Regions from separate parts of the Arachis hypogaea genome. Here region 1 is linked to region 2. A link is a contact called in public Hi-C data. All regions are on one chromosome and are shown on one strand. Each heading gives the region's core, a stretch centred on a gene start, on an enhancer-like site or on the middle of the called end of the contact. The rest is flanking DNA. Distances are from core to core; before and after follow the strand shown.

Region 1 (5,993 bases), core at 404-2,903, 230 kb before region 2:
ATGAGAAATTGGGTAAATAACTGATGGACATGAAATCTCAGACCAAAGATAACAATAGAGATTGAAGCTTGAAGCTTTCTTTGCATCATATTCGGCCCAAACAAACATGGGTTTGGATACACATTGTAACACAAAAAAACACTTGTTTCCATGGCTTCACCTGCCTCTACTTCTAGTATCCAATTCCTTCAACCTTCCCGGATAAGAATGTTTAATGTGTAGTATAAGTGAGTCTTGTGATGTTTTTTTTTTTTTTTTTTTTTTTTGTCAAGCGGATTGGACAGCCCATAATCCTATGGGTTTTTTAAACAACAACCAACCTCAGTTGGGATTTGAACCCGGTGCACCTCCTAGCAAGGCAAACATAATTGCCACTCAACCAAGTATTGCGGTGCATAGTCTTGTGATGTTATAATACTTTAAGATTGAGAACTATTTTATCCATTGTGACAGGAGGGAAAAAAAAAAACTCACTCAAGTAATATAAAAACAAATCAGAATTCACAGCAGCCAACAAAATAGAAAAAACAACTCAAGCCACAACAACAGTTCAGTCAAGAAGAAAGAACAGAAAAGCTACATGGAGACTGCCTCAAGGAGAGTGAATAAAAGCAAATGTTGATGCAGTATACCAAAAGCAAACAGGGGAGGGTGCCTTAGCGGTAGTAGTCAGAGATCGGACAGGAAGAATCATCACCGAAACAACAGAGAAGATCAAGGTCTCATCTAGTCTAGTAGCAGAGGCACATGCAGTTAGAAGAGCACTAATTTTAGCAAAAAATCTTCAAATAGAGCAAATAATAATAAAATCCGATAGTCTCACCTTAGTCCAAGCTGTGAAGTCGAAGGCCAGGATTGGGGAGATAGAACCAATTCTTAAAGATATTCAATGGCTCACTGCAAAGATCCCCAAAAGTGGTTTCACATGGATTCCAAGGGAAGGGAACTTTTTGGCGCATCAAGTGGCGAAAAAGTGCTTGGCGGATGAATTATCGGCAGATTGGACATGGAATTTGAAGGGAGATCTAAAACAAATTGCATTTTTAGAGACTCGGGGCTTGAGTAGTTGTATCCGCTGGGGTCGAACCGAGGGCCAAGAAATACAACAAGAGACAGAAAATCTACCCGTTGAAGATGGAAGAAGAAGACAGTGGACCTGATCGGATTTAGCAGGGCAGGTGAATTTCGAAAACGGAAGAAGCCCACAAGTGATGCAATGTCTGGCGGCACAGGAAGAGAGAGAGCAAACCACTTCTTTCAGGCCGGGAGATAAGCGAGAAGCCTCATTGAAACTCGACGGCGAAACGTCTTCAACAGAGACGACAATGGAAGAAAATGCAATGGGTATCGCAGCAATCATTTCAGAAGAACTGGTGGCGACAGATACCAACCGGCGAAGACTTTTTCAATGTCGGCATGTTCGGGCTTCAAGCGACCACGGTGATGCGGGCTACGACGGCGTGGCGGGCGGAAACGGAAGCGGAAGCGACAGAGGCAAGGATGGCAAGTATCATGACACATGCACAGGCGAGGTTGCGGTCAACGAGAATAATATAGGCGACGGCAATGTGGCAAGCAATGGCAATGAAATAGACGACTGCGACGTGATGGGTGGAGACCTGGTAGTAGCGCATCACAAAGAAGATAAAGATTACAATTTGAATTGCATCCGTGTGTTTTAAAATCCGGATCGGATTGGAGTTGGAGCTTCGTTCGTATTTGGATCTGGGCCGAATTGGCGGTTCGGGTCATGACAAAAAAAAAAGTATGCACTATTAAATATGGCGACAAATTTTTTCTACTATAACATTCAACATCTTCCTCTTTTCTTTTTTTTTAACCACAAAAAACGTTCCTGAATTATTCAACGACAAAAATACATTTAAATTTTATTATCGATAAAAATACATTCAAATAATTTAAAAATATGACAAAAATATCCAATAGTAAATATGTATTTTCAAAAAATATCTTAGAAATTGAATTTTGATGTAATTTTTTTCAAACATAATTAAAAAAATGAGATATTATTATTCTTAAAATTTGGTGACTTTTTTCTAAGTATATATTTTTTTGTGATTTTTTAAAAGTATTATTGGTTGTTAACAAAAAAATATAAAAATAATATATACTTAATAAAAAATTACCAAATTTTAAGAATAATAATATCTTATTTTTCTAATCATACTTGTAAAAAATTGCATCAAAATTCAATCTCTAATGTATTTTTTAAGAAATACATATTTAATGTTAGATAATTTTACAAAAAATCTAACATTAAATATGTATTTCTCAAAAAATACATTAGAGATTGAATTTTGATGCGATTTTTTGCAGGCATGATTGAAAAAAATTAGATATTATTATTCTTAAAATTTGATGATTTTTTTTGCTAAGTATATATTTTTTGTAATTTTTTAAAAATTTTCTCAAAAAATACATTAGAGATTGAATTTTGATGCGATTTTTTGCAGGCATGTTTAAAAAAATTAGATATTATTATTCTTAAAATTTTGTGATTTTTTTGCTAAGTATATATTTTTTGTAATTTTTTAAAAATATTATTGGTTGTTAACAAAAAAATTACAAAAATCATATATACTTAACAAAAGTCACCAAATTTTAAGGATAATAATATCTCATTTTCATAATCATGCTTGCAAAAAATCATATCAAAGTTCAATCTCTAAGGTATTTTTTGAAAATATATATTTACTATTGGACATTTTTGTCGTATTTTTAAATTATTTGAAGTCATTTTTTTCGGTAATAAGATTTAGGTGCATTTTTGTGAGCGTTTGAAAAATTCGAAAACGTTTTTGGTAGTTAACCCTTTTTTTTTCGAACACTACAACATTATTTCTCGTTTTTGACACTTTGTCATTATGGCCAACCACTGTCATCGGCCAACTACTACTCTCAGTCATCTTAAATTTTAAATTATAAATTTTAAATCTTAAATTATAAACACTTCTTAAAAAAATAACTTAAACAATAAATGCTTATTGTAGAGTCTGCAGTGAAATTTGGACTTCTAATAGATACAAAGTAATATGAAATTGAACACTACCCACAATAATACACTAACTATAACAAACACAATATGAGAAAATATGATGTGAATTAATTTTCTTTCTTATTTTTTATGATATTTCAATTACAATGCTACAGAAATATATATAGTATCATCTATGCTATAATTTCAATGATCAAGAATAAAATCCTCCTATGAAAACTCCCTACAAGTTCTGTCCTATTAAAAACTCCTTGCAAACCTTATTTTACTCCCTAAGTTTGCTCTTAGCCTTCCTATATTCTCACAATTCTCCACTTCGGTCACAATTTGAAAAACTGACTCAAATTTTGAACGAACAAAATTGTAGTACTCGTATCTGGTTGCATCATCTTGACAACGACTGCCTATGTACCATTTACCAAGATCAAACGAAACGTAGTTCCTTTATTCGCCATGTAATACTTAACATGGAATAATGTTGAGCAAATCCAAGCAATGCTGGAATTTGTTTTTCGACACTACTTTAGTCAACATGTCTGCGGAATTTTCATATGTGTACTTTTATAAGAGAAATATTGCCTTTCTCTATAACATCACGCACGAAGTGATATCTTACATCAATATGCTTGGTACGAGCATGATGAATTTGATTTTTTGCCAAATGAATTGCACTTTGACTATCACAACTCAAATTCACACAATCTTGCTGAAATCCCAAATCATCTAGAAGACCCCTTAGCCACAATGCTTCTTTCACCCCTTCTGCTACTGCCATGTACTCAGCCTCTGTAGTAGATAGTGCCACTGTAGCTTGTAACATCGATCGCCAACTAACTGGAGCACCTTGTATTTTATATACATAACCGGTCATAGAACGTCTTCTGTCTAGATCACCAGCATAATCAAAATCAACAAAACCGCTGATTTGACATGATTTTCCACTAAAGCATAAACCTTTGTCAATGGTACCTTTCAAGTACTTTAATATCCACTTGACTGCTTCCCAGTGTGCCTTACCTGGATTTGCCATGAACCTGCTAACAATACTGACTGTCTATGAAATATCTGGATGTGTACACATCATAGCATACATCAGGCTACCAACTACACTAGCATAAGGTACATTTTCCATGTAAGCTTTATCTTTTGTTGTTGTGGGAGATTTTTTACCAGAGAACTTGAAATGTGGAGCCAATGGTGTTACTACTGGTTTAGCATTTTTCATTTCGAACCTTTCAATAACGCGCTTAATGTACCCTTTCTGGCTCAAGAACAATTTTCGGCTTGATCTCTCTCTTTTAATTTCCATGCCTAATATTTTTCGTGCAACATCCAAATCTTTTGTTTCAAATTCTTTACCAAGTTGAACCTTTAACCTATCTATCTCCGCCTTGCTCTTAGAAGCAATAAACATGTCATCCACATACAATAGAAGATAGATATAATCACTTCCAGAAAGCTTATTAATGTACACATAACAATCATAATTACTTCTGGAACAACCTTGTTTTAACATAAAGGAGTCAAATCGCTTATACCACTGTCGAGGAGATTGTTTCAATCCATATAGCGATTTCTTTAAGCGACATACCTGATTTTCTTTACCCTCAACCTTGAAACCCTCAGGTTGATACATGTAAATTTCTTCCTCTAAGTCACCATGCAAGAAATCTGTCTTTACATCTAGCTGTTCTAACTCAAGATCACCTTGAGCAACAAGACTCAAAAGCACCCTTATGGAAGTGTGTTTCACCACAGGAGAAAATATCTCGTTGTAATCAACACCTTCTTTTTGTGCAAATTCCTTTGCTACTAATCTAGCTTTGAATCTTATACCATCTGACTTAGTAGGATCTTCTTTTCTTTTATACACCAATTTACAACCAATTGCAGTCTTTTCCACAGGCAACGGGACCACCTCCCATGTCTTGTTCTTATGGAGAGATTGCATCTCTTCTTCCATGGCGACCAACCAACTTTCTCTATCTTTATCTTTGATAGCAAGTTTGAAGGTGATCGGCTTATCATCCTCCACCGAGAGTGCATAATCTACTAAGTTTACCTGCCCATAATGTCTCAAAGGCTTGTTTGACCCAAACTTCTGAACGAATTTATAATTTTTCTTTGGCCTAGTGGATGCCAAAGAATCATGCTGCTGCTGTTGTAATGCATGTGCATTTTCTTGTTAAATCTCCTCATGATCAAGTCCATCTTCTGCATCATCTCGAGTAGCATTAGGATGCTCCACCTGAACATTATTAGAATCTGTTTGTTGGTATTTAGACTCTATCTCCACCACTTGAGTATTTGAAATTTTTCCAACATCACCATCATCTGGCATCGTATCTTTAGACAGAGCTACCATAGATCATTCATCAAAGGTAACATCCCTGCTAATTACAAACTTAGAATCATTTACGCTCCAAAGATGATACCCTTGAACTCCTCTTAGATACCCCAAAAAGATTGCCTTTTTAGCTCTATCATCAAGCTTATTATCTTTGACATGATAATATGCTGTGCATCCAAAAACCCTGAGTTTCTCGTAATCTGCATGTTTCCATGACCACACCTTATAAGGCGTGTCTTCATCTAGAGAAGAATGTGGGGATCGGTTCACTATGTAGCAAGCTGTAGCAACCGACTCCGCCCACCACTCTCTGCCTAACCCAGAATTAGAGTGCATACACCGTGCCTTCTCAAGTAGCGTACGATTCAGTCGTTCAGCGACTCCATTCTGTTGTGGTATTTCTTTAACTGTCCAGTGTCTCATAATGCCTTCTCGATCACAGAACTCCTTGAAAGCCCCATCCGTGTACTCTGTGCCATTATCTAATCGTAGAGTTTTCAGCTTCTTACCTATTCGGTTTTCAACCATTGCTCTCCATCGCTTAAAAGTGTCGAATACCTCATTCTTATGCTTGAGGAAGTAAACCCAAACATACCTGGAGTAATCATCAACAAAAGTAATAAAATA
Region 2 (6,144 bases), core at 295-2,794:
AAATATCATAGTTGATTTTCATTAAAATTATTAACACATACATGTTATAAAATAGATAAAATAAAAATAGAAAAGATTTTAGTTAAAAAAAAATTAATAGATGAAATTGAACAATTATTTAAAAATTACTATTGTTAAATTTAGTGTGAAAGTGATATGATAAACTTTGAAAAAAAAAAAGAGAGAAAAATATTTTCAAATTAAAAACTGTTACCAATTACCATATACTTAGAATGGTTAAAACATTGTAGCTTTAAGCACCATAGGTACCACAATCATAGGTAATATAGAAGACACCTTATAAATGTTTTTAGTAATTAAATTTAATAATAATAATAATAATAATAATAATAATAATAATAATAATAATAATAATAATAATAATAATAATAATAATAATAATAGATAAAATACTATTTTAATCTCTAATATTTAGTCTAAATATTATTTTTGTTATTAATGTTTGAAACTTCTTATTCCATCTTATTTTAGTCTTTTAATCAAAATATTTTTTTTTTCAAAAATACTCTTTATCTCTGTTAATATCTCCTTCTTTCTCTTATTGTTTTATCATTTTTATTTTTAAATCACTATAATCACCATTATAACTATTATAATTACTATTTTTACCATTATCTCAAAAGAAATTATAATAAAAAAAGATATATTTAAAAAAAATAAAGTTTTAAGTTTAACCAAAAAATTAAAATAAAATAAAGTGTTTGTAATAAAAATAAAATATTTTAAATATTAAAATAAAATTAAAACTTAATCTAAATATTAGGAATTAAATTAATACTTCCCGATAATAATTACCCTTGCAAACATCAATATTCATTGTGCACTATATATATGTGGCCAAATAGTATAATCATAGATATTATTACAATTACTACTACTAAAAACATCATCATGCTAAGCATGAAACCAATCATAACTTTGGCGTGAAACAAACACCATGTAAAATCTATCTGTACAACTCATTTAATTTGACGCCTGGATGCTGACATGATTATTATACATTATGATTATGATCCTGTCCATGTAGCATGCCAGAGCTAAATTAAATGTTATGCTGCTTTATTTGATCTTATGATAATTTACATTAATTTAGCCAAACTATTATGCTGACCAAATTGATTATTATTAAGCAACATATATATACATACTTTTTTTTTATTATCTACAGTATTTTTTATTTTGACAAGTCAAGAATTAATCCGCTATAAATTTAAATTTTATTTAAGAATTTGTCATTACTGGTTAATAAATTATTGTATATACAAAGTGGAATTCAAATTTTTAACATTTACTTAACCAAATGAGTGAGCTGATCACTCAATCAAACTAAGTAGATTACATATATACATATCATGGTTTAATGAATTAAAGCTATTTGCGTGAGCTTGGTTGTTACATCATCATTTTTGGACCAAGCCACTAAAAGAAGAAAAGAAATAACAATATTATTCATCATTATTATTTTTATTAGGTTAATTGTAGAACATACAAGAGTGTTGTGTTGGGAAAATAGATTTACCTTGAAAGGTATAACAATATGGAGGGGAAAGAAAGAAAGTGCATGAAACCTAATAAGATTATTAGGGTGGGAAAAAAGAAGGAGCAAAAAGCTTAAAAAGCAAAGAAAGAAGAAAAAACCACTAAAAAGCAACAACTACCTCTCTCTTTGTGTCCAAGTCTCCAATAAGCTAAGTAGTGTAACTCATCATCATCATCATCATAATAAATAATAATCATTTTAAGAACCGAACCGCCAAAAGCACAGACAAGTTACAAACACAAAAACATAATAATAATAATCTCTTTGTGTTTTTGTTTGACATATCTCTATCTCTATCTCTCTTTGATCTAAAAGAGAGAGATTGATAGAGAAGGGAAGGTTTGTTATCCATGAAGATTGTTCATGTTATTGCATTGGTGTCTTGATCATCAACTTCATCTCTTCTCTTCTTCATTCCTTTAATTTGGTGTTCCTACCTCTTACATATAAGGTATATATATTCTCACATAAATTTTGTCTCTTTTTCATTTTTGTTGGTTTTTCTATATATTTTGTGTGGGTGTTTGAATAATTTTTATTAGTCAATTCTATATTTCTAGCATGAACTATATAGTATGAAAAAATTTCACATCATAGTGTGTTTCTCATTTCTGAATTCTATTGCAACTCGCAATAATAAGGCTTCAATTTCTGGCTTGTGATTTTTATTTATTTATCTATTTATTAAAAAAAAGGCTATTTATGGATTATTTACTAAGATGTTTTTAAATATCATATAGGAGGTAGGTTTCTATTATAGGCCTTTTCCCTATGATTTTTTTTTTCTACTCACAAATCTCAATAACATAGAATATATCTGTCGAATGAAGTAGGTTTTTTTTCCCCTAAAGAACTGCAAAATGCAAATGTACGATAGATGCCTTTGATGTTTTTTTATTAGCAAGAAAATTAGGAGAATAATAAATAAGAATTTGAAGATTTTATTAATTAATTCGAGCTAATGTATCATCATGCACATATCTTAAAACAAGCAATTATGACGCAATGAAAAATACTTGCTCCTAGGAGTAAGAGAAATTTTACCTCCACCTATATATATATATATATATATATATATATATATATATATATATATGTATAAGTCTTGCACCATTGGAAGTTGGATATAAGTAGTTAAAATTTTAGAATGAAGCATGATTTATTATTATGATGGTGATGTTATGGGAAGGAAAAATTTATTCATTTTTTTTTCTCCATGAAATTGAAAGAATAACTGGCAGAGCTCATCATGCATGTAAGAAAAAAAAAATAATACTAAATAAGAGGAATTTGTGGTAATTGGTAATGCTAAAAGGTCAATGGGTTTTGTGAGAAAAGTATTCCTTGGAAAATAACTCTTACAATTAAGTTATTCAATTTTTTTTTAATAGATATAAACCTATTGGATTGATGGTTGAGGTCTTTTCATCCAAATTGTGCTTTTTTAATGAAATAAATTAAAAATATTATTAAAAGGATGACTCATACTTCATACATATAGCGAAACATATATGGTTGAGTTGGTTTCTGATTTCTTTTGTCTCCTCATAGATACTGAATGGCCATTATTATCCAACTTAATGCACTGATTCAGCATAACTAGTGTTAAAATAATATAAAAGGCTTTAGAATTGATTGATTTTTTTAATGAAAAAGTTTTATACAACTATACACAATTAGGTATAATTTTCCCACACACATCCTTTGGAGTATATATATGTTTAGGCACCATATTTTTTTTTTCTATATTTATATATGTTATCTTATATATTTTTTAACAAATAATCAATTATTAGAATAATTAAATAATGTCATAACAAAATAGTCAAATATTTTTGCAACATCATAATTACTTTTTTATGAATATTAAATATATATTTTTATATAAAAACAAATTAGTTGATTTTTTTATGTATATAAATATGATAAATTCTAATATGACTATGCTATAATGATTATGATTATTATGGAAGTCTTATTAAAATTAAAATTATACTTTATTTTTAATATTTTGGTAATATTTTTTTTAAGCAACACTTTTTAAAAAAAATGTTACTTTAATTTTAATAATATTTTTTAAAACACTATGTAATCATGATAACATAGTCATATTAGAATTATATATATAAAATCACTTTCTGGAATCTAATCAAGTGGGCTTGGATTTTTCTTTTTTCTAATATATAAATTTCGTCTTTTGAGCCTTGCATGAATAATCATGATATCGTGAATGGAACATGCCTTCTTCCACTAAAAATAAGGTGGAGGTTGTGAATTCAATCTCATATAGGTAAGACTTTGATCAACAAAGGAATATTCTAGCTATAGATTTTTTTTTGGGCACGATTGTTTTATCATACAATTTTTTTTCTCCTTTCAGATTATTCTCTCTTTTTCACTTTTTGGTCATGAGTTTTAGGTTAATTTATTGGTTATTAGTGATGGTTGATTATTATGTTGTTAGAGAGAAAATTGATGAAACAAGTACCATACGGTATAGTATAACCGTATAAGATATCATAACGGAATTTTAATTATATGGTAGGCACACCTATAAAAGTAGTATTGGTTTGGAATAATTTTCGGTCCATGATAACAAGCATAATATGGTAAATTGAATGAACAAAAATATTAAAATGATAAATAAATAAATAAAATTTCTATGTCCGGTTGGACCAAAGTGAAAAAAGTTGGTACTATTATTCTCTGAAGTTACGTGAAGATAAAGTCACTAACTCTTATTCCTTTAATTTAAACCCTTCTTTCATTAATTCCTTATGACTATTGAAATAATGGTGTGGAACACAGGACATAGAAGAAGATCATAGTGAGGTGGAGAACAATAAGTTTCTTCTTCTGCTTCTTCTTCTTCTTCTTCTTTCGTGTGCGCGTGCGTGCATGCTGTGTTGAAGAAGAGATGGAGTTAGGGGAAGGAAACAATAGTAGTAGTGGTGGTACTAACCATAGTTGTGGAGAATCATCATCAAAGGAGTTGTATTCTTCATCATGGTGGAGTCAATTCAGAAATGTATCAAATCCATGGATGGCAAGATATGTGTATGGCTTCATTTTTCTTGTTGCCAACTTGTTAGCTTGGGCTGCACGTGATGAACTCACTAGTCTTAAGGCTTTAACACAAATGAAGGGTAAGCTAATTATTTAGACAATTTAATTAGCTTATTGATTTAACTTTATAGTATTAGCATAAACTGTTTTACACGCGCATTCAATCAGGTATGTTATATAATTTCTTTTTGTCTACGTGGTAATCCTGGCAGGGCTAAGAGGATGCAAGGTTGGGAAAGATTGTTTGGGTGCAGATGGTGTTTTGCGTGTGAGCTTTGGCTGCTTTGTATCCTTTGATTTTCTCATCAATCAATTCTATATATGCAAGAAAAAGTTGTTTAATTATTTCTAAGCATTTGTTTGAACCTTAATATGTCTGATAAGCTATTTTTCATGATAATGTATTGGTCAACTGCTGGCACTTCAAAATTGAAGGAAGGAAGAGATAGATGGCACTCTGGATGGTGGTTAGTTAAGATTGTTCTCTGGGTTGCCATCACCATCTTCCCATTTTATCTCCCCTCTGAGTTTATTGAAGTTTATGGTTGGTAAAATTGCATCCATTTAACATGTTTCCTAGAATTAGAATATATACTCGAATAAGTTTTTAAGAAATTTTACATCGGATGTTTTTATCTTAAAAAAAAAATTATTATGTTGAAATTTCTGAATTTTTTAAAAATAAGATATATAAATCTCTATTTTAATCGAATTTATTATTTTATTTGAACAAATAAATCTTCAAAACTATAACAGGATTTATATATTTTACTTTTATAAAGTTTAGAAACTTTGACATGATAAAATTTTTTTGGAGACAAACACAATATTTCTTAAGAACCTATTTAAATATATACTCTTAGAATTAATTACCAATAATAATAGTTGTACTCATTTTGTATCCTACACCAGATTAATAATTAGGTGTCTCACACATCAAAACATTAAATGTGTGAGTTAATTTAGTGTACGATATAAAATGAGTCACTTGGATATTTTTTCAAAATTGCTAATATTACTTTTATTATTGACCATAGTTTTTGTTTTTTTGTTTTTTGGGTTGGACAGGGCAGGTTGCACATTTTGGGGCCGGGTATAATTTATGGCTCTATCTATCCTCAATGAATTTGATTTGAGCAAATGACTATTATAAGCAATGATTTGTGATTGGATTAAGGTGTTTATTTGTCTCAGGGTTTTCCTCCTAATTCAACTGATAAGCATAATCAGCTTCATTAGATGGTTGAATGATTACTTCATCACAGAAAAATATGCGGAGAGATGGTAATAAGATTCCCACTATGTTAATTTATTGAACTACTTTTGATTGATTTATTTACAAACATTGATTGATGATGCAAGCAGCCAAATTCAAGTGATGTTATTTGCAACAAGTGCATATTTAATATGCTTGTTAGGGGTGATATTGATGTATATTTGGTATGCACCACAACCATCTTGCCTCCTTAATCTTTTCTTCATTACTTGGACCTTGGTACTTCTCCAAGTTATGACAA

Evidence for each region. Hi-C and Micro-C count contacts between places; a contact is called where the count stands out from the background.
Region 1: a contact with region 2 is called in a Hi-C map of leaf, with 2.1 times the contacts expected there. The contact joins the promoter of LOC112751179 here to the promoter of LOC112751174 in region 2. A contact is called at or near these places in 2 of 8 Hi-C or Micro-C datasets (both in leaf).

What each region holds. Positions count from the first base shown.
Region 1 is chr15:147,303,208-147,309,200 of arahy.Tifrunner.gnm2.J5K5, reverse strand. LOC112751179 (trihelix transcription factor ENAP2) reads right to left here and starts at 1,653. Exons shown (of 3, transcript XM_072217184.1): 1 at 824-1,653; 2 at 1-731.
Region 2 is chr15:147,074,285-147,080,428 of arahy.Tifrunner.gnm2.J5K5, reverse strand. It overlaps LOC112751174, which reads left to right and starts at 1,544. Exons shown (of 13, transcript XM_025800230.3): 1 at 1,544-2,012; 2 at 4,370-4,707; 3 at 4,840-4,913; 4 at 5,012-5,171; 5 at 5,696-5,720; 6 at 5,822-5,911; 7 at 5,993-6,144. The coding sequence starts at 4,479.